Regions from separate parts of the Mus musculus genome. Here region 1 is linked to region 2. Evidence: chromatin contacts called from public Hi-C data. All regions are on one chromosome and are shown on one strand. The core of a region is the stretch at or near the end of the contact, and the rest is flanking DNA. Distances in the headings are between cores, read along the strand shown.

The links. A called contact is a pair of places that touch in the nucleus more often than the background predicts.
Region 1: a Hi-C map of the N1E-115 cell line shows a contact between it and region 2, with 5 times the contacts expected there. The contact joins two enhancer-like sites. A contact is called at or near these places in 8 of 39 promoter capture datasets (3T3-L1-derived adipocytes, the C10 cell line, the HPC-7 cell line and 5 more), 2 of 15 datasets of contacts at CTCF or cohesin (large pre-B cells and pro-B cells), 14 of 484 Hi-C or Micro-C datasets (B cells, CD8 T cells, the G1E-ER4 cell line and 9 more) and 3 of 115 datasets of contacts at active chromatin or transcription factors (embryonic basal ganglia, extraembryonic endoderm stem cells and kidney).

What each region holds. Positions count from the first base shown.
Region 1 is chr7:132,469,981-132,473,473 of GRCm38.p6, forward strand. No RefSeq gene overlaps it. Among named protein-coding and RNA genes, the nearest start is that of Gm35147, 5.9 kb to the left of the region's middle. Within about 2 kb of position 2,066, at least 3 of the 459 cell types and tissues checked have an H3K27ac peak or open chromatin away from gene starts, as enhancers often do. A contact at or near this core is called in the N1E-115 cell line, where this site is marked.
Region 2 is chr7:132,297,374-132,301,246 of GRCm38.p6, forward strand. All of the region lies in intron 1 of Chst15 (carbohydrate sulfotransferase 15), which reads right to left. Among named protein-coding and RNA genes, the nearest start is that of Gm10584, 16 kb to the right of the region's middle. Within about 2 kb of position 1,683, at least 3 of the 459 cell types and tissues checked have an H3K27ac peak or open chromatin away from gene starts, as enhancers often do. A contact at or near this core is called in the N1E-115 cell line, where this site is marked.

The DNA.
Region 1 (3,493 bases), core at 816-3,315, 170 kb after region 2:
GATGACGGGTTGGGGACAGGAAGACGGTTGTGATATAGGTGCTTATGTGAGCAGAAGCCCCAGATTTGGGGTGTGAGAGAAGCTTAGGTAGGCAGAGGTGGAGTGCTGACATTAGGCCAAGAGCAGGTATAATCAACGATGTCCCTCTGTCCAGTTGCCACCTCTCTGGGGAGACCATCATCTTGATTTGGTTTAGCCTACAGGCTCCACTGGACCTACAGGTTTCACTGGAGACAGGACTGAATGGATGGCGAGAGCATGCAGAGAAAGCTGGGACTAGGCTCAGCATTGACCTATGAGGAAGCCTTAGGGGCAGATCCAGAAGACACGTATCTGCATGGACTTAGAGGTGGGCTCTACAGGGGCATACACAGAGAGCAAGATGGGCTGGGTCTGTTGCCAGATAGTTTCCTGAGTTCGGCCATCTCAGGAGCAAGTTCCACCTTGCTGGCAGAAACAGAACTAAACTCCTGTTTCCAGGCTGCAGAACCCAACTCTCTGGCCTCTTCAGATGGTCCATGCTTGTTTGTTAGCCAGTAAGGGATGCAAAGAGGGAATCTAGCCAAGGCACACAAGTCATAGTGTGCTGCCTGTCCCCACTTAATTGAGTGCGTGCAGCTTGCCCAGTCCTTGTTCTTTATCATTCTAGATTCCAGGTCAGACTCCAGGAGGGGACCTGACTGCAAAAGCTGACTCAAGGACCCTGAAAACAGATGACCCGGATAAGGAGAAGTCACCAGCCTTAACTTCCTTGTTTAACCCCTTATATCAAAATATGATTGGTTAATGCAACTGCCCACCCCACCTCCCCACACATATTTTGTGATCCCATCCTTTAAAAATGTCCTTCCAGGATGAAGTTCAGATCCTGAATTGGCTGACTCCCTGCACGCCGAGAGCCTCAGCTTTCTTGACTGTTAAGGTGGCATGGTGTTCATACTGCAGAATGTAGTGAGAATTGAGTAACTGATTATGGTCAGAGGCCATATGGTTATTTGTGCATGGTACAGTTGCTAAAGTACAGGCCCCAGCCCCCGTCTCACGCCTGCCCTGTCATGCCTGCCCTGCCAAAGGTCCTGCTTAAAGAAACTTTAATTCCTATCTAGTTCAGTATCCCAAAATTCTTTGGGGGAGTAGGGTTGCTCTACAGCAATGGGGGATGGGGGACGGGAGGGGCGGAGTCACTTAGGAGGCAGTCCTCCACCCTGTCCTCTCCAGGAACACTTTGCCTTAGTGTCTGCAATAAGCCACACATAATAACTATGGGTGCAAAGAGGTACCACTGAAGACAAGGCAAGGACCCACTGGGCCACAGTGGGGAGGGGCTGAGTGACCTTCTACATCTTAGAGATTTCTTTCTAGAAGTGGTGGTTCCTCCTCCAGACAGAACCTAGGATGCAGATAAACGTTATCCTCCCTCCAGAATGGATAACGGTCCCTGAGAACCCCATCCTCTGATGTCTGACTGAGCGAGCAGAGCCCACTCTCTCCCAAGTCCTCTGGGAGGTCTTCTAGTTGGTCCTGTGGGATTTGTTTTTCATAGTGCCCTCTGGTGGCTGGGTGCTTGCCATGAGTCAAGCATTTTCTTGTATCCAGCACTTTCCAGGGGAGTTGGGGGAAGCTGGACAGCTTCTTTTTTCAGACAAGGAAATTGAGGAATTCAAAGGTGAAATGACTCCCCCCAGACAGACCTTGCCTGGTCTTGTTTCCTCCAATCAAGTTACTGATGGAGATTTTTTTTAAAAATAAAAATAAAAGGAGACAGGCCAAGCTGGGACCTCCTCATGGGTCAGTCTGGGAGCCTCCCTCGAGGGCAGAAATCAGAGGTGGGTTGGCCTGGAAAATGGTACCTCCTGTCCTAGCATCTAAGAAGGTCCAGAGCTAAGAGGCGCAAGCAGCAAGAGAAGTGTACCCTACCTCACTCAGGGTGCCAAAGCCACTGAGAAGGAGCTCAGGGTACCCACATATACCTGAACACCGAGCACACGGGTATGAGCTACACAGATTCGGTGTCAAACGCTTGGGGGTACGTGTAGAACAACTGCAGTGTAGTCAGCCCAAAATGCAAACCTCGATCGTTAGCTTCTACTTTACCTGACAGCCTTCCTCCCACGGTGCTATAGCAAGCTTAGGGTGAACTTGGTGCCAAAAACGTACTCCTTTTCTCACACAAGAGCCAGGTTGGAATGTAGAAACGTAAAAATCCAGCAGGCTTCTAAGGGTGACTCCTGGTACCACTAGATAGAAGAATGGGGTTTAGATTGGAGCAGACTGGCCCTGTCTCTGGCATGTGACCTTAGCAGAGCACTTTTTCTATATCCATAAGCTTCTTCCATGCTCTTGGGAGGATCATTTCTTCAGGACAGACAGAAACACAGCCCATGTCACCATGTGGTACCTACTAATACCAAGTGACTAGTAATGAGAAGCTGAAATACCTTTGTGCCTCAAGGTCAGTGTTCTCTCTAGGGCCGGTGTTTTGTGTATATACATGCAAACAGGGTATTCTAGAGGTAGTGTGTGTGTGTGTGTGTGTGTGTGTGTGTGTGTGTGTATGTGTGTAGAGAGAGAGAGAGAGAGAGGGAGAGGGAGAAACAGCAGCAAATTTGATTTAGACACCTAATTCCATTTAAAATGACTTTGGCCATAAATCTCCCACTCTCCCTGAAGCACATTTCAGTGGCATGGACATCTTGGGATGAGGAGTCCCCGCATCCTGCATCCTGCTGGCTAAGCAGGACTATATGCACACTGAAGGCACCCAGAGACCCAGACCAACATTGAGTAACGGCTCCTCCTTATGCTTGTGGAAGACCTGCCAGCAGCTGCTTACAGAGCTAGCTTCAGTCAGCCTCCTCAACAGTCCAGAGGTAGCCCTATAGCTGTGAACAACTGTGAGGCTCAGATCCCCAGAATGGCTCTCAATGCTGCATTACTGACTCTAAATAGAGTGTCTTGTTGGGTCTCGATAAGCGACAAGGAGGCATGGTGGGGGTCATTCCCTTGGACAAGATTCCAGGATGAAATCTGGACCAAGCACCCTGCCTGTGACCTGGCGTAGATATTTAGTATACTTCCTAGATCCTGGGCTTGCTGGGGCTCAAAATATGGCTAAGACCAAAGCTCCAAGCCTAGGTGGTTGGATGTGGAGCCTAGATTGGGCACTTACCAGTGGGGAGTCATCAGTCAGTTTCTGAGCCCTCAGGGGGTCCGTGCCTCACTTAAGTAGTAGATATAATAGAGCTGAATATGGCAGGGACCTGCCACTGGAATGGTCTCAGGTCATCTACTGTCCAGGACCACAGGGTCATCAGTACAGCAAGAAATGCTTTCAGAAACACATGGACTGTAATATACGTAGACACCGAAGACTCATTGGCGTCCAGACACCCTGAATGTACTGACACAAGTCACATCTTACACAAATATATTGACACCCACAGACTCAGGGACACAGACATATATACACACACATCACTTAGATATAGGCACC
Region 2 (3,873 bases), core at 433-2,932:
ATCCCTCCAGATTCAGTATCATGCAAGCTTCCAGAGCCAGCTACATGAACATTTGTAAAGTCAACTCATGTTCAAACCCTCTGTGTACTTCATTTAATGCTCTGCTATAAAGAAGTTCTGGCTTCTTTAATATGGGACTCTTAGGACCATGTTGCACCAAAGCCTGAAAATCACATTGCCAGTCTATAGATTCATAAAAAGTTTAATAATGAAAACCGGGAATATCGCTCAGTTTGGAATGATGATGGCTCCCATACACTCATGTTTGAATACTTGATCCCCAGTTGGTGGAACTTTTTGAGAAGGATTAGGAGCTATGGCCTTGAAGGAGGTGTGTCGTTAGGGTCAGGCTTTGTGGTTCCAAAAGACTAGCAATATTCCCTGTGTGTCCATTTCTCCACCATTATGAACTCTACCGTCCGAAACCATAAGCACCATATTAAACACTTTCTTCTCTATGTGGCTTTGGTCACATGCTTTATCACAATAAAAAGGTTACTAAGACCATTGGTAAGAATGTTTGCCTGGCATAGACAACGCCTTGGGTTCAATCCGCAGCATTGCATAAACCAAGTGTGGTGGCACACATCTGCAATCCAAAGATGGGAGGATCAGAAAGTCACGGTCATCCGTGGCTACATATTTAACCTAAGAATAGCCTAGAACAAATTAGACAATAGATAGATAGATAGATAGATAGATAGATAGATAGATAGATAGACAGACAGATGATAGATAGATGATAGATAGATAGATAGATAGATAGATGATAGATAGATAGATAGATAGATAGATAGATAGATAGATAGATAGATAGACAGACAGATGATAGATAGATGATAGATAGATAGATAGATAGATAGATAGATAGATAGATAGATAGATAGATAGACAGACAGACAACAGACAAGACAGATAGAATGACAATGACAATGAGATCGAATGGAGAAAACATACCCAGGAATTCCTTCCTATGCATTCCAGCTGATGACGACTCACTCTGAACATTACCTTCTGTCTCAGATTTGGGTTATCACTGGAGCTTTCCTAGGAGTGCTTGGGAATGGGGACGAGAGTGGTCCCTCTCCTAGGAGGAGCTAGCAGAAGCCTGTTTATCACAAGTCCAATCTCAGGGCCAGCTCCCATGCAGCTCTGCCTGACAATTTAGCCAACACTGGGCCCTTTAATTTATCGCACTAATGTAGTTAGACACTGGTCCCCGGAGTCAGGCCATCTCACAGGCTCTGAGGAGAGGCCATGGAGGAAATTTATGAGCCGAGGCTTATCCCTCACAGCCTCTATAAATGGGAAAATCTTTACCTTCGTGGAGTAATGTGTTTGGTCCCCAAGCAGAAGAGAAAATTAAGCCCTTCACCCAGTGCTCTGCACTGTTGGTTTTTACAGCTTGTCCCCCAAGCCTGTGCAGCTTAAACACCATTTATAAGCAGGCTTCCTTGGTAGAGACTGCAAACCCAATTATGCAGACAAAGTTCCCATATTCTATACTAGTGGCATGTCACCATTAATGGCACCCATGACAGGGAGAAAGGGATGCACACACATCATGTGAGTCCTGAGCTAAGTACATGGGGGTGCTGGGCTGGCCGGCCACTCGGGATTTTGCATCTTGAAATCAGTTTGCAGATGGCCTAATTAAAACACATCAAAAGATAATTCAATGGGAACTAAGGCTCCTATCACATTAAATACAACTACAAAAATCTCACCTTAAAGCACCTCCAAGGGGTTGGGTGGGTTGCTTGTTTCTTTTTGAGGGCTCCCAGCTCTGCCAGTAAAACCATTTCACCAGGAAAGCCACTGCACTTACATTAAGAGATGTGGTAGATCTTAGTAAAGCCCATCTCAGAGCTGGGGGTGGGGGTGGGGGTGGGGGGCAACCAGGGCACAGTCAGTGAGAACCAGGCCAGAAAAGTGTGTAGACCCGCTTGAAAGGCTAACAGGCTGCAAGCACTCTCTGATTCAGATCATCTAGGTTCAAGTCCCAACTCTACTACTAAGTTGCTAGAATTTGAACTATGAAATGGGGGCACTCGGAATGTTAGGTAACCCCATGTATTCTGGTTACTGTGATCAGATCTCAAGACCTCAGTTTTCAGTCATATGTTCCATTACACCACACTGACCTGAATCATTCCTTGTCTCCAGGAATTCCTCAAACCCAGATAAGAGGGTTATCTGGGTCCACTCTTCAGGTAGAGGAACCCATAGAGTATCAAGCAGGATCGAGCATTCATGAAATGCATTAAAGTGGCCCTTCAAGGATTTATTGACCTGGCAGAAACTAATATCATTGACTGCCAATTGGAAAGGATCCAAAAATCATCTAAATGATAAAAGACGGAACTGAACTTAGTGAAATTCTAAACGCTTCCAAAGTGCTGTGAATCCCTGGGTTTAATAACATCAAGAGACGCAGACTGTGGCCTGCAGCTTGGTTAATGAGATTGGGCCAGCCTCAATTTCCTGGCTTTTATGGGGTCCTAGGGTCACAGATGATGTTATCATTGTAGGAAGCTGGGCAAAGGGTACATAGGAACGCTGCAACTTCCTGCATGTCTAAAATCATTTCAAAATAGTTAAAATTATGAGGCAGTGTTAGAAGTGGGGAGAGATTAAGGGGGTCCTTGGCAGGTTTTCAGCCCAAGACAGCTTCCAGACAGTTGGGCTCGGGAAAGAGAGATGCTGGGTGAACATCTGGAATGATTCTAAATCAAGCTACTCTGGAAAAAAGAAAAAGAAAAAGAAAAAGAAACCTATTTTCTCTTCTCTTCATTTACTAAACTACAAAGAAGTTTATATTTTAGCCACAACTTAAAGAATTAATCTTAAGCAGTGGGAAGCAGATCTGTGTATTGTTGCATAATTAACATTTACTGGCAAACTTTCTAGCGTGACAGTCATGTAAGGACATCTGAGGAGGACTGGGGGAGACCTAACACACAAAAAGGGACTAGGGATCATCTGGTGAGGATCTGCCAGCGTGTTTGCAGGCAGGGCAGAAAGGCTGGCGCTCACATGTCACCAGCGCAGAATACTACTACATGTTATCTGTAGCAGTCCACCTGTAGACAAGGTGCAGAATGTCCTGACAGAGGGCTAGGGAACCACAGAAACATCTCCTGGAGACACCGTTCCCTGTGGGCGACGGCAGGGCATGGGATAGGCAGGCAGTGTTGGGGTCCACTAGCAGGCAGCAAGGCAGCAGCAGCAAAGGGGAAACCCACGGCAGGACTCTCCAGAGAACTCTCTAGAAGCAGCAGTGGGAAAGAGCAAGAACAAATCAAGTTCTATGGAAGAGGGCAAGGCAAGATAGCGTTGGTCACTGAGGTAATCAGTGTGGATGTTTAAGGTGCCTAGTTCCCATCCCTAGACCCAGGCTGCCTGAATTACCACTGAACTCAGGTTAACAGCCCATGCTCATGTCTGGACTCTGTGGTTGTTTCAGTACCGTTTTTAAGACTATTGTTCTAGCTGTCTACCATGGCTCCCTTCTCTTTCCTGTTCACAAGCCAACCGCTACAAAGGAGACAAGGCTCCCAGTATTTTTTTTTCAATCTCTCTTCTCTCCCTGGTTTTCCGAACCTCAAAGCAGCTGCTGGCCAGCAAGGCTCAGGTGGGTGTTCATGACCTATAGATGAAACTGCACGTGACAATTTGGGGTCAGACTACGTTTTCTTAAGAAGGGGGCTAAAGAGCAAGTCAAGCCATTCATCTCAGCGGGTCTCTGTAGCTACAAAGGCAGTGACAGGGTGGGGAACCAAACAGATGGAAAAGACTGAAGCCATCCATGCACTGTGGCCCAAGACACTTCTGCCCATTCTCGACTGTCTTCTTTCCATCCATCAGCCTGGC